Linked DNA regions of Mus musculus: regions 1, 2, 3 and 5 are each linked to region 4. Evidence: chromatin contacts called from public Hi-C and HiChIP or PLAC-seq data. All regions are on one chromosome and are shown on one strand. Each heading gives the region's core, a stretch centred on a gene start, on an enhancer-like site or on the middle of the called end of the contact. The rest is flanking DNA. Distances are from core to core; before and after follow the strand shown. Region 1 has its middle 37 kb from the start of Gm25623. Region 2 has its middle 46 kb from the start of Gm33059. Region 3 has its middle 66 kb from the start of Gm25623. Region 4 holds the start of Cnr1 (cannabinoid receptor 1 (brain)). Region 5 has its middle 79 kb from the start of Gm33059.

Region 1 (2,700 bases), core at 196-2,695, 200 kb before region 4:
TTTGCTATACTGAAGTACTCCATTAAATAAAACTATCCCAAGTATACCAAAGACAACTGTGGCTATAGGGGAAAGAGGAAAGAGAGAAAAAAGGAAACAAACAAAACAGACATACCAGCCATCAGAAAAAGTGCTAGAGTTCTCAGTTGAGGTCCAGCAGAACTTGACTGCTCCAGCTGTCTCTCTGACCTGCATGGATGCCGCAGTTATATGTTCTTTGTCAACCTCTGTAATGTCTTGTATAGGAATAGAGAAAAGAGACACAATCGTGAGAACAATCTACCCTGCCCATAGTTCTTAAAGTACCCATTTTAAATGACACAGTAAAATGTTAAATAGAATAATAACAGCAATGCCTTTTCATTTGAGAAGTATTTTTTTCAAATCCACTATGAAGCTTATTTAGCAAGTTAGTCTTGCAGATGGATGTAAAACTCTGATGACACTCCTGTTAGCTTTCCCACATTGACTCATGATTAAGGGATGTGTCTGTCAGAGTAGACCTGGCTATCACATGCACCTGTCCTTGAAGACAGACAGAGCTCTGTTCTAGCTTTCTGAATTGGATTTTAAATTTCCAGAAACTATCTTGCTGGTAGTCCAATTTCTGTTAAGCACTAATTTAATTTTTTTTTCAGGTTTCTGGCCTGTGGCTCCATGCTAATTTGTCAGACTGCCGGTGCCATATTGATTAAGTAGTTATATTCTTAAGGATTTTCCAACTAAAAGCAGCCTTATTAGTTGGACAGGGTATGAAAGCTCAGCATGTTTAGGCTTCATTCTGCAATCTCCTTTTACAGTGCTGTTTTTGCAAATTATTTCGCACAACAGTCTTGTGAGGTAGACTAATGATGTTGTCCGGAACTCTAGGTTTCCAAAAGGGTACATGGTGTGTTTTGAGAAAGCAGCAGGGCCAGAAATAGAATCCATAGATCCTAGAGCTCAGGCAGCCATGTCTTATCACCCATTCAACACGTCTGCCTGGCTTTTAATTAAAGTTTAAGCGACACTGCAGAAGAACGGCTTTGGTTGGACTGAAGGTGGAGGCCGGCTGCTGTCTTAGGGAGATCGTATGTTCTCTTCCCTTTAGAGGGGATATGGAGGTGGGCATCTGAGAAGCTGCTGAAATCAAACTCTTTGAACTCGAAGGTTATTTAGTTTAGCTCTTTGTTTTGTGGATAAGGAAAGCTAGGCCTGGAGACACTAAGAGACTTCTCTAGCACCTTAATACAAAACTAGGTCTGTATCCGAGAGGCATCCAGCTCTTGAGATGCAGGCTTCTGCTCTCTCCTCCTTGAATTGTGTTTTAACACTGGATCCACCGTCATTTTCCATCGAGTTGCAAAGGGGATGAGGAATAATTAGTCAGTGCCTGACACAGCGTGAGTTTGAGGTGTTTTCCAGCTTAAACGAACCCAAGAGCTTGAAATAGCTGATACCAGAAGGTGAGATAACAGTAAAGGGTGAGTAATGTCTTCTGTTTCTCCAAGCACTCTTGCGAGTTGTGTAACTAGCAAATGCTTACAAAAACTCGGAGTGAAACAGATCTTCAAACTGTTACTGCAGATTGTGAAGCAGCGTGTATGTAAGGAAGAAGAATATAGTGTATAACTTTTTAGGTGAAAAAGCCCAATGCTGGAAAAATAAGACAATGCAGTACTTGCTTCTGAAAATTTATTTTGGTGCCAGGGTTTCTCATAGTCTTTCACAGTTTCCATTAAATTTATTTTTAGCATAAATAAATGTATGGAGAAGATGTAGAATTGTGACAAGTGAAACACTATTTCTATATCAATTCCATAAGGTGTATTAAAAATTACAAAATCTCCTGTTTCAAAATGTAAAAATACATACTTTTATAAAATTTAAAGTATTTATGTATACTCCTATTAGAGCCATCCGACCCTGTATGTGACCCATGTTCTGGGCCAACAGACACCAATACATTTTAGAAGTTGAGGAGTAGAAACTAAGTCACCACTCAAACCCTTAAAATTTACCAACAGCCCACAGAGGTTTATGACAAGTACATGTATAAATATTTGTGATGTTAGAAGTATTTAAAATATGAAACAACTTATTTTATATTAATTTTATATTAATTCATTTTACATTAGCAGTAAGTCATCAAATGTCATGGTGGCCAAAGCCAAAACTTTATACTGAGAATGGAGGTTTTATATTATATATATTTTTGGCAATTATTCTTTTGATTAGTAGATAACAGGGCCTCATGCCCGTGTGTGAACCAGAGTGTTATCATGTGCTGTTCTTCTTAAAGTGTCCGAAGCACGAGTCCCCACACAGAAGAGAAGTGTATGTTAGTGGTCTTAGATAACTGAAAAGTATTTTTCTTTGGGACTACCATGAACCTCTTTAAGACAAAGCATGAACCATTGTGTCAGTGAGCTTTTACCATAAAGGCTGTGTCCAGGTTGTACTTGGAATGTGTCTTGACTCATATGGAATTATGTAAATACATACATTGACCATTCAGAAAATGGTCTTGCTGGGCTTCTACAGATCTCACTTTTAGCAAAAAATTCATATAAGCATCAATACTGATCACATGAAGAAAGAATTTAAACAACGGAAATCTTCTAATTTCATGATGGTGGACAGAAAATTTCCAAAATTCTGATTTTTTTTTTAAACCTGAAAATTTTCATCGGCCACATATACTGAAAAAAAAAAAAAAAA
Region 2 (2,700 bases), core at 145-2,644, 190 kb after region 4:
ACTACTACTGCTCCCTTCCCATCAAAGCTGTGTTGTGAGGAGACATTTTTCTTTCTTTGTCCCAATACTATCCCGATGATGAAAGAAGAGTCCCCCAGATTATTTGTTACCTTAGGGGGACGAGCGTGCTGTTAATCACAAGCCCATCCAGGCAAGATTCTAAATGTTAATAGACTACCAGGGCCTGGAGGAGAGGCCATTTTTCGGCTGGGGAAGCGGCTGGCAGCAACCCCATCTCACAGCATTGACTCATGCCTGAATCACAGCCAGGCTGGCAGGATGTTGTTTTGGGGAAGTTCGCAGGCCTGTCAAAAACCTGCTGTTGCCATTGGCTGATATTATGCAAGATTCCAAATGATATATTTATATTCTCCTTTTGGATTTGTTGTGTGGTGTGCCCCCCCCCCCCAATTCTCCAGCAAGCTTCAAATGGCCAAAATGGAATGCATAAACAAACAAACAAACAAACAAACAAACAAAGGTAGACTCATCATAAACTGAAGGCACTTTGCTCTAAGCTCCCTTAGGCAGCCAGGTCAGAACAGTGCAGGGAATTTGCTGCAATCATTAAAGCCTCACTCAGGAAGGGTATGGCAAGCCCCGAGCCTCCATGCATGGCTTCATCCAAGTTTCTTTCCTCCCTGTATAAATCTCTGCAGCTTGCACAGGGATAACAGATTAAGCAAGGCCCCTGGTGCACTTCCTTTGTTGCAGGCTGACTGGTGACTGGGAGAGGGGATGTGGTGGTAACTGCAGAGTTTGTGAGATTCACAGAGGCTCAGCTTTCCCATCTGAGCTTCTCTGACCCAAGCCTGTGAAGAGTTTAACCAGGGAGGCTGAGGAAAGTCTTCCCAACTGTGTCACCAAGTGCTGAGAAGTTCCTCGCAGGAACTTGGTAGGCAGAGAGAGTGTGAGTGAATTCATTTGTATGCCTAATTTAAGACACAATTGAGAGGCACAGTGTTCTAATAGATGGAGTTCTGGCTGAGGAATTAAGAAACCCGAGTTCCATTCTTAGCTCAGCACAGTGAAACTGAGGCTTGGCATTTTCCAGGAGGATTTGAACTCTAGAGACAGTCAATTCAGGACAAAAACTGATAGAGTGATCCAACCTCAACCCCCGTTATCTACAGCTTCCGTCAAGCCGATCGAAAGCAAATTTAGCCATTCTTAAATTCTTAGAAAAGTCCTAACGAAAAATGTCCTTTGAATAATCCCCTAGAGGAAAAGGTGGAATTGTTTAGCATTCACTCTTCAAGGGGAGCTGTCTTTGGACCTTGTTCAAAGCAGACCCATAGCGTGGAGGAGGGGCTCCTACTCCCAGACACTGGCGATAGGGAGGCACCAGCACTCTTTCAAGTCCTGCCCAGGGCACTGGACACAGCTGCACTGCAGCCTCCCTGGGAAAATGACCTTGGCCATTAGCCTGCGTGCTTAGTGGTTGCTTCCGTCTCAACCTCACACTCGGGGGCATTTTAGATTCAGGAAGCAGAGCGATCCATGCTCGCAGTTTCCCAGTGACCACTCACTGCCCAGACTTGGTTAGTAACATATGGAAGCTCAGCCCTGGAAATGTTCTCAGGCCACCACAGCTACATGAAGAGAAAGAACAGTTAGAATGGTGTCAGATTTATCCCTTAAAATCATCTTCACTTAAGGAATTAACAGAGTAGCCTGTGAATACTACTATAATAGTCATATGCCGCATGCAAAGTGACTGTTCGCCTCTGACTCTTTGTCCATGTAGTTTAAATTTCTGAATATCACCAGCCTGGATCTGTCCTCTCTACCATGTCTTTAATAAACATTTAACTTTTATTGTGTTTTTTTTTTGATTCAGTCATTCAACAAATATTCCTTTGTACCAACTGTGTATTTAAGAACACAAAGTGTCTGTCCCTGGCCTTAAGAAGTTGACCCTCCAGAAAGAAAAGAAAGCCAATCAAGACAGGGCTAGCTCGTGGATGCTCTGAGATGAGCCTTGGAGTTCAGTGTGGAAACAAAGGAAGGGGAGAAGCAGACACTGTTCAGAGAGCTACCTATGTTATTTAGACATTAAGGTGTTAGAAAAAGAGAAGGTTTACCTGAGGATGGCATGGTTCAATATACAGACCATTCAGGTCCATGGGCAGAGCTTGTGTTAGAAATATTTCATGGAATTGGATTTCCAAATCCACTTTCTCCATTCTGTTAATAAACCCTTCCCAGCTGACAAAGTCTACATCAGAACACCTTGACCTGACTCACTTAGGCAGAGGGTATGGTAAATAGACAAACAGAGCCTACCTTGAGATTTTTGAAGCAGCTAAAGAATAGACTCTCTTTCAGCTGAAAATAAAAATTTTCTATAAGCCTAGAACTAAGCTATCATTAACCTATTCATTGAGAGGGCCTGCCAGAAAAGGAGACAGTCAGAGGATGTGCCATGCCCATCCCAGACTGAGCATCTTAAATTTCTATGTTACATGTGTCTGCTTGAGTGTTCTTTCACTTGCAATCAATCCTAGTATAGTGAGATAGGAGAACCAATCAGAAAACTGCTAGAATAGGCCAGGTGAGAGGTCAAATGTAGTAAGCCAAGGCAGTGGGAAAGGGATCAAAGAAAATAGTAACAAAATTGAAAGGCCCCGAAGGACTGGGTTTTGTGACTGATGAATAAGCCTGAGAAGAAGGTTCATAGAATTAGCCCGGGGGCTTTGG
Region 3 (2,700 bases), core at 113-2,612, 230 kb before region 4:
TTCTATCGTGCATCCTGTGGATCAAACTCAGGTCAGGAGCCTTGAGTATAAGTCTGTCCCCTTTGAGCCATCTTACCACCCCATATTCCCATTATTCATGCTTAGAAATTAAACCACTTATCTCAGTATACTAGGGAAAATAAATAAGACAATAGATGTGTGAGTGCGTTGTCAGCTATAATCTACCAAAGAGTTATACATTGCTTTAAATCAGCTTTAACATTAGAGCATGCACAAACAGCCCTCAGTCTAAGATACTCTTCTAAGAAAATGCATCCTAGTCAGTTCTTCTCGTCTATATTTGTGTGGTTGCTTTAAAACAAACAAACAAACAAACAAACAAACATAGTGTTCTACTTTCCTTTCAGTTACTGTGATAGAATACCCTGACAAAAAACAATTGAGAGAAAAAAAGGATGTTTGTAGCTCACAACTGCATCACCTCAGGAAAGCCAAGGCAGCAGGGACTGAAAGCAGCTTGTCTTATGACATCCACACTCAAGAGTAGTGAAGACCAAGTGCCTCACGCCTATTGTAACCCAGGGAATGGTGGGATCCACAGTGGGAAGGTCTTTGTCTGCAATCAGCACAGTAGAGACAACCCCAGACAGGCTGACCTGTTCCAGACAACCCCTTACTGAGGTTCTCTTTCCAGGTTCTACATTGTGTCAAGATGAGAATTAAAAACCAACCACATATAGGATTTTAAATCCTGCTAAGTTAATTTCTGGTGGTCTTGGTTCAGCATCCAGTGTGTCAAGTCCCTTTGGGTTTGTATATGTGAGTTGCTTATATCATTGCTTAACGCTCGAGGGTGCTTGCTGTTGGGGTTACCGTACACTATGACACCCAAAGTATTTAAAATAATCAGAGTTTCAAGTTCTAAGGCACCACCACAACCACTTTTCACACCCTGGCTTACCTCAGTCACATAAAATGATAAAAGCTCCCCCATTAAATTTTATGACTGAATATACACACTAGGGCACTATTTCCTTCCCACTTGCTAGTAGTCCATGTCTAGGGTTAATAAAATCCTCAATATGTACATTATTTGAGAAAGGACAACCATAAAATCTTTTTATTTCTACTGGAAGGTCAGAAAGATATTTGTTAGTATTTGATGTCCAGACACAGTGGTTCTACACACATTCCCACCAACACATGCTTAGCATACCGCAAGTTAGAAATATTCTAGCATTCCTAAAGCACGCTCGATTTCAACAGGACTTCATGTCTCCCTTCCCTTTCAATGCTATCCTAATGACCACATACATCCCACAGCACAGGCACAATAGCAGAATCTGTTTAGCAAGGATGAGTTTATAGCTCAGGAATGAAATTGAAACTCCCATCCCGGCTCCTGGCATTCATATGGCAACAGAAACTAGAGTGCTTCAGTCTGACCCGAGGGTCTGGAAACAGTACAGCTTATTAGGCAGAGCTTTTATGATATCCTCATTTGCAGAGATGTTTCCATCAGAGTAATACCAAATGTCCTCTAAACCAAGAAAATGGGATTAGCTGGGAGCTTGTCAATCTCTGTTTTTTTCAAACGTAACATTTCACAATTTGGTTATCTCCTGCTGAACCTTCGCAAGACTCCAGTCTGATGAATATCTTTCAAGTCCTATTAAGATCAAACGCAGTACTCTGTACTTTGTCAGCTGTTATATTCATGAAGAGTGATAGATCACCTCTGAAACCTCTGAGAGTGTGTAAGTAACGTGGTGCCCAGGTAAAGGTTATTGTGCAGCAGTTGAAAATTTAATGGAATCTCTAGCAATTTAGAAGCGTGTGACATTATGATAAGCCTAAGTTTTTTTTTTTTTCCTCTCTCCTGGAGGTATAGACTACAGCTGAGACAACAGTTGCCAAGTTCTAATTACCACATTTGAAATCCACACAGTTGCAGCTGAAAGGAAAGCCATCTTCCCCCTGGAAGTGAACTATCAGTTCACTTCATTATCAAAGGGAAGCGACAAGGACAGAGCTTCCTCAAGCTTAAGGACACAGCTGCCCCTTGTAACAGCACATACATTCAAATTAAGTGTTAATGTTAATTCCAGACAGCAATTCAGAAAGTATTACTTCAATCAAAACAGTTTTGAAAGGCAATTGATTTAAAAATAAATCTTGAAGTGCAAAGTTGGGTCCTGAACCCAAATCAGGGGGAAAAAAAATTACATCCCTAAAAGTGAAAACTTCTTACACATGAGCAATTGATATGACTTTTATATTCCACTCATCTGTGGGCTAACTCCTTTCTCTTCCAGGAAAGAATAACTGCTTTTGTAGAGGATCTTTAGGGAGAGTAAATGTTCCTTTTAGGTGAATAGAGAGGAGAATAAACAAAAATATCTCACTCCTATGCCTAAGAGCTAATGAAAACTGAGAATGTTAGCCAGGGATTCTCAGGACTCTGATGCACTCACTTGGTGGTGGTAAATATCGAAGAAAGTACGTCTCATTTGAGTAAAGTAAGTCTCATTTGAGCCTGGAGTGGGGTTCAGGGACTGTTTGTTTTTAAAATAAGCTTTGTTTCTAGAGCAATTTCAGTTTCACAATAATTGAGAAGATAGATTTCCTACATATACCTATACATACATGCAGCATCTCCTAGTCCCAATATTGCCTGTTTATACATGTTGCCATCATCTCAAGCCCCTATTTCAGGATAGACTCCAAAAATGGTGTTGC
Region 4 (2,700 bases), core at 135-2,634:
GATTAAATGTCCAAGGAGATTTAATATGCCAAGAAATAAACAAAGGCAGGAAGAGCTAGTAGCTCCTATTTGGAAGAAAAATTTAAAAGATAGGAAATAGGTTTTTTCATAGATAGGTTATTAAATTTTTTTCTCACCTCTTTGAAACCTTTGAGAGATAAACCATGTACTACAATTAAAAACACGCATGTTGCTTTAAACTTTGAAATGACCAAACAACAGTTTCTCACATCTATCATAGCAAACATTTGCATTCAGGAAATGCTCCATTTGTGACTTGTAAGCCTTAACCAAGAAACATCCTTTTAAAATAAAGCATCAACTTCATTCGTCTGGTGCCAGCTCTTAGTTTCATGTTCCTATAACAGTCAATCACAGGTATCAATACTATATATATTAGTTTTTCCTTAAACAGAGATGGCTGCTGTAGCTATCGCTCTGTATCAGAAGTTCCTTATTTAACATAGATTTCTTTACATGACATTTAGTATTTAATTGAGTCGTTTTCTACATGTGGTGCAGAGACTCTGGAAGACTTAGTTTCTGATAAGGCTAAAAGACGTCAAGCATCAACTCAAGTGCCTGTTTTCCAAACATGCACAATTACACATTTTCTACAAACAGACATCAGTGTATGCAGAGCTAGGTGCATATCCAGTAAATTGTAAATGGTAGAAGCCTCCAGAAGTAGCTTAGACCACAGGTAACAAGCTGGGACTATACAGCTAAGTAAACACCATATTAGCACGATTTGCTCTCCTGGAACACGGAGCAAGAACTCCGCGTAGGACACCAGGGGACCACTGGCCAGTACCGAGGGGGCGGGAGGCGGAAAAGCTATTCCCAAACGCCACTGTGCCAGGTCTTACCCTTCGCATCCCCCGGTCCACGGGCCAGAAGCTCCCTCGGCACCTGTCGCCCAGCCAAGGGGCTGGCTCTCTGCTACAAGGAAATTTGCCCCCAGACTCTATGAGAGCTCTGCAGACAGCCCAGGCTCCCGCCTGAGCCAGGGGGAGGCTCTGGCGCCAGGGGAGCCAGAAGGAGGCGGAGGCGGAAAAGAAGTGGAGAAGGTAGAGGCAGCGAGCGAGCAGGGGAGGCGGCGCGGGGCGCGGTGGGGCGGGGTGGAGCGGGGCGTGCCCGCGGCGATCGGTCAGTAAGTCAGTCGGTCTGCGCGCCCGCGTCCCCGGCCTCTAGCACCCGTGCGCCACGGCCCCTGGGACTGGCTCCCCTGGGCTCGGACAGGCCCGCTTCGTTCTCCGGCTCTCCCCGGCGTCCCACTGACCGCGCTGGCCGGCCTGGGGCCGCCCGCTTGGGCCACCCCGAGCGCCCGTCGCCGCGCCCTGCTTGAGGTCCCTGCCTCTCCCTCAGCTCGCGCGCTGTCTCTGGCTCGCTCTCGCTCCAGTCCCATTTATGAAGCGTGGTCCCATCACGTGTTAATGAGCCTTTGTCCTGCCCTGGCAGCGGCGGCAGCAGAGACTCCGCCAAGGGATCTGCGCGGGGAGGGACCGGCGCGCGGCGCCCGCGGCTCCAAACTTTGCTGCGCGGTACCCGCCGCGGCGCTGGCCCGGGGGCTAGGAGGGACGGCCCTGGCGCTCGGCGCCCACTGTGTCATCCTCACTCTTTGCCACCAACGACCCCGCGGCCTCACCCTGCTCTGCTCCCTGGCGCCCTCCCACCCTGGCGTGGCCAAAGGGGACGCGTGCCTCACTGCCCGCGACCTCGGGGCCGTTAATCACCAGCGCTGCTCATTGCCAGGACCTCACTGGAGGTCACGCGCCGGGCGGTCGGGATCCGGAAACAGGGCGGCAGGAAGGCCGGCCAAGTGAGGTCTCCGCCCGACCCTCCCCTCTGCGCCGCCTCCAGTCCTCAGCTACCTGGCCGCGGCCACCAGCCCTCCGCCCTCGGGGCGGACGGCGTCGCCTGGGCGCCTCCCGCGCTGGCCCGCGCGACCACCCGGGCGCGCCCAGCCTCCAGCCGTGGCCGCACGAGCTCGGCTCTGTGGGCGCCCGGCGCCCCCTCCCCAGCCCTGGCGCTCCCCGCACCTCCTGCTCGCGGGGAGATGCATCCGCGGCGGGCGGGGGCTCTTGTTGGGCGGGAGCCTGGGGACCGGCGGTGCGCCCGGCCGCCGCCGCAGGAATTAGGGGACATGCTCGTTAATTGGTTCCACTCCGCCGTCTGCCTCTTGTGTGCACGGATCAAACCTTAATTGGTCTTTACATTTATCACGGCGAATTGCAACCCTATACACGAGCGTCAGCCCGCAGCTTCAGCCGAGGGGGCCATTCTCCGCCCGGGCCCCGGGGACCAGGCGGTTGTGGCTACAGCTGAATTGCGTTTTAGACCTCGTTCTCCCTGGAGAGTTGGGTCCAGTCGAGTCGTAAGGTTTCCACCTGACAGAGCCACATCAAGTCAGGTCCAGGGGCCCAGCTGTAGGCACAACGTTAGGTTCCTAGGCCCTCAAGGTAGCAGCTTGGCATTCGTTTTAAGCCTTGCTCAGAGTCGAGGACGTCTAGCCCAAACAGCTTCCTACAAGGCCTCTTTTTACCAATTCTCCCTGACGTCCTACCCCCCACCCAGAGCCAAACGCTCAGTGTATCTGGCCCCTATTTTGAATCTGGTGACAAGGATCCCAGAGGGTGAGCCTAAAGGAAGAAGCAACATAGAGGGTAGAGGAAGCTGCAGAATTCGGGGAGGAGAGAC
Region 5 (2,700 bases), core at 193-2,692, 220 kb after region 4:
CCGCATGGTGGCTCACAACTATCTAGAATTCCAATTCCAGAGCAACCTCTGCCCTCTTCTGGCTTCTATAGAAACTGCATACATGTAACACTCAGACAAGTACAAAGCCCTCATACACTTAAAACATATACTAAATGAAAATATAAGACAAAAACCTCAAGATACCAAGCTTATGACTCTCTATATTCAGACATTGGGTGGTATAGGTCTCTGATTGAGCACAGGGAAAAACATATTTCCAACAGTTTGCTTTTATTAAAACCTTTTGTTTTGCACCCTACAACACTTAGAAGAAATTGAAAGATGCATAGTAATAGTCAGATTACCCCAATGTGAGGTTGATGCTGCCCACTTGATGGGATGGGATTTGGGGTCACCTAGGAGACCTATGGGCACTTCCGAGTGTCTTTCCAGAGAGGATCAACTGAGAGGAGGGAAGAGCTGCCCTCAACGTGGGCAGCATCATCAACAGAGAGTCAGATATAAGACAGCTGGGGGGGGGGGAAGCAGTGCTGCCCACCTGCCTGCACTCCCTCCTGAGCCCATGTGCCCATCTCTGCCGCCACTTCCACTATTTACATTACACTCCAACCTCTTCAGCCCATAATCAGCAACTCCTGGGGGAACTTCCAGGCATCCAGCACTGGACTGGACTGAGCGCTGCTGGCTTCTCAGCCTCCCCAGCATACAGACATTATTACAGCCTGGCTGTGCAAGTCTGTAGTATGTCTCCTTTTATAATATTGATCCTGATCTTTGAGATAACCCTACTTAATATACCAAATCACTGTGGTCAAGTGATCCGATATTGCTCTCAAAAAAGATACACCAACACTATATATTCTTATCTGATTTATCTTTCTAATATTTCAAATTAAAACACATTTTACATATAAAGCATATCAGTTACCTACTGCCAAAATTTTGCAGCTTTTTTTCAATACACACAGTTTCTGGGGCTGAGACTCTGGAAGCAGTTTAGCTGGATGGCTCCGGGAGAATGTCTTCCAGGAGCGGCATGAAGGTGTGTGAGCCATCAGTCATTTGAGGACTAGAATAGCCATTCCCCAGATCCCTGCTTGAGTGGTTGGGAGGCCCCAGAGCCTCACTGGTTGTTGGAGTGTGTGTTAAGCTTCTCTTGCTAGACTCCTTGACGTGCCGAAGACAGGGCAGTCAACTTCTCCAGAACAAGCTATCCAAAAAAAAAAAGATCATGAAAACGAGACCAAGGCAGAAGCCACAGGGTGGCTCAAAGCCAGCTCCAAGGTCACAACACCACTTCTGCAGTAATGTTGGGTCACGCAGAGCAAATCTGGTCCTGCTATGGGGTTGTGAAAACCAAGAGGCAGATATAATGAGGGCCTCCTTGGAAAGATTCCTACATGCACAAGGCACAGATTTTATATTTAATGAGGTCTGGCAAATGTGCACACCAGTGCACACTGCCAATCGCAGTATTTCTGTAGACTAGTGAGTTTCTCCTACCCTTGCCAGGCTAGTGCCTGTTCACCTCCCCAGAGGCAAACACTGCTCTAATTTTTTTTTTTAAATCCTAGAACTGTGTTGTTTGCTCATTTTCACATAAGTAGAACCAGACAGAATGTCCTCTTTTCTGTCTGTCATTTTCCCTCCTCATTGTCCATGTTGTTAAATAAATCAGTAGCAAAGATTGATATTCATTTACCTGGAGACAGACCTGGGTTGTCACCCGTTGGAAACAAATGTGAATAAAGCCACCTAAAGGGCAGCCTTGTAAAGGTCTGTGTGCAGACATGTATTTTCATCTAGCTATAAACGGGCTTTAATTGCAAGGTCAAGAAGTAAACATATTTTTTAACATCAACAAATAAACCTGCACAGTAATAGTGGCATTTTCAGCTTATACCAGCAGTATATGGGAGTCTCAGTTACCTCAATGACCAACAGTCTGGCTTTGTGTGTACTGCAATGAGACACAGCTAGATGCTTCTGCTGCTGCTGCTGCTGCTGCTGCTGCTGCTGCTGCTTCTTCTTCTTCTTCTTCTTCTTCTTCTTCTTCTTCTTCTCCTCCTCCTCCTCCTCCTCCTCCTCCTCCTCCTCCTCTTCTCCTTCTTGTGAATTGAGGCTCTGCTCAGTCTTTAAACTCAGATATTTGTGATTAGTGAAATGATTGACATACTCTGGATACAAGTATATCAATAGATAGATGGGCTGGAAAGATTTAATCCCAATCTGTGATATGGTTTTCATTTTCCTAGTGATACCTTTTATAAATGAATTTTCAATAAAATCAAATTTATCTATTCTATGTCTTATGGTTAACATACTGTAGAATACATATAAGATCTTTATGTCTCCCAATATTGAAATAATATTATCTCATGTTTTTCTCTTAGAAGCTTTGTGCTTTCAGTTAGGGCTTCTGTTTAAATGTGAGCTTCATCTTGTATTGTCTTCAAAATGCATGTATGATACCACAATAAAATACAATTATTCTCTCATATGAATATCTGTTTTTTTTCCATTTTTAATTAGGTATTTAGCTCATTTACATTTCCAATGCTATACCAAAAGTCCCCCATAGCCACCCACCCCCACTCCCCTACCCACCCACTCCCCCTTTTTGGCCCTGGCGTTACCCTGTACTGGGGCATATAAAGTTTGCGTGTCCAATGGGCCTCTCTTTCCAGTGATGGCCGACTAGGCCATCTTTTGATACAT

What was found. A called contact is a pair of places that touch in the nucleus more often than the background predicts. HiChIP or PLAC-seq counts read pairs in DNA pulled down with a chosen protein or histone mark.
Region 1: a contact with region 4 is called in a Hi-C map of the N1E-115 cell line, with 9 times the contacts expected there. The contact joins the enhancer-like site here to the promoter of Cnr1 in region 4. A contact is called at or near these places in 3 of 39 promoter capture datasets (the 3T3-L1 cell line and the C10 cell line), 2 of 484 Hi-C or Micro-C datasets (the N1E-115 cell line and cerebral cortex), 4 of 115 datasets of contacts at active chromatin or transcription factors (craniofacial prominence, embryonic forebrain, embryonic hindbrain and 1 more) and 1 of 9 other capture datasets (pancreatic islet).
Region 2: a contact with region 4 is called in an H3K27ac HiChIP or PLAC-seq map of neural progenitor cells, with 8 times the contacts expected there. The contact joins the enhancer-like site here to the promoter of Cnr1 in region 4. A contact is called at or near these places in 1 of 39 promoter capture datasets (hippocampal neurons), 16 of 484 Hi-C or Micro-C datasets (Sertoli cells, brain, cerebellum and 8 more), 12 of 115 datasets of contacts at active chromatin or transcription factors (SST interneurons, VIP interneurons, astrocytes and 7 more) and 2 of 9 other capture datasets (adipose tissue and liver).
Region 3: a contact with region 4 is called in a Hi-C map of the N1E-115 cell line, with 5 times the contacts expected there. The contact joins the enhancer-like site here to the promoter of Cnr1 in region 4. A contact is called at or near these places in 4 of 39 promoter capture datasets (the 3T3-L1 cell line, the C10 cell line and cranial neural crest), 2 of 484 Hi-C or Micro-C datasets (the N1E-115 cell line and nephron progenitors) and 2 of 115 datasets of contacts at active chromatin or transcription factors (embryonic forebrain and forebrain).
Region 5: a Hi-C map of cerebellum shows a contact between it and region 4, with 1.6 times the contacts expected there. The contact joins the enhancer-like site here to the promoter of Cnr1 in region 4. A contact is called at or near these places in 4 of 39 promoter capture datasets (embryonic stem cells, hippocampal neurons, neural stem cells and 1 more), 1 of 15 datasets of contacts at CTCF or cohesin (large pre-B cells), 7 of 484 Hi-C or Micro-C datasets (cerebellum, cerebral cortex, embryonic stem cells and 2 more), 9 of 115 datasets of contacts at active chromatin or transcription factors (SST interneurons, astrocytes, craniofacial prominence and 4 more) and 1 of 9 other capture datasets (liver).

The regions. Positions count from the first base shown.
Region 1 is chr4:34,121,911-34,124,610 of GRCm38.p6, reverse strand. No RefSeq gene overlaps it. Among named protein-coding and RNA genes, the nearest start is that of Gm25623, 37 kb to the right of the region's middle. Within about 2 kb of position 1,445, at least 5 of the 459 cell types and tissues checked have an H3K27ac peak or open chromatin away from gene starts, as enhancers often do. A contact at or near this core is called in the N1E-115 cell line, where this site is marked.
Region 2 is chr4:33,733,800-33,736,499 of GRCm38.p6, reverse strand. No RefSeq gene overlaps it. Among named protein-coding and RNA genes, the nearest start is that of Gm33059, 46 kb to the left of the region's middle. Within about 2 kb of position 1,394, at least 67 of the 459 cell types and tissues checked have an H3K27ac peak or open chromatin away from gene starts, as enhancers often do. A contact at or near this core is called in SST interneurons, Sertoli cells, VIP interneurons and 10 more, where this site is marked.
Region 3 is chr4:34,150,798-34,153,497 of GRCm38.p6, reverse strand. No RefSeq gene overlaps it. Among named protein-coding and RNA genes, the nearest start is that of Gm25623, 66 kb to the right of the region's middle. Within about 2 kb of position 1,362, at least 8 of the 459 cell types and tissues checked have an H3K27ac peak or open chromatin away from gene starts, as enhancers often do. A contact at or near this core is called in the N1E-115 cell line, where this site is marked.
Region 4 is chr4:33,923,328-33,926,027 of GRCm38.p6, reverse strand. It overlaps Cnr1 (cannabinoid receptor 1 (brain)), which reads right to left and starts at 1,384. Exons shown (of 2, transcript NM_007726.5): 1 at 870-1,384.
Region 5 is chr4:33,700,888-33,703,587 of GRCm38.p6, reverse strand. No RefSeq gene overlaps it. Among named protein-coding and RNA genes, the nearest start is that of Gm33059, 79 kb to the left of the region's middle. Within about 2 kb of position 1,442, at least 8 of the 459 cell types and tissues checked have an H3K27ac peak or open chromatin away from gene starts, as enhancers often do. A contact at or near this core is called in cerebellum, where this site is marked.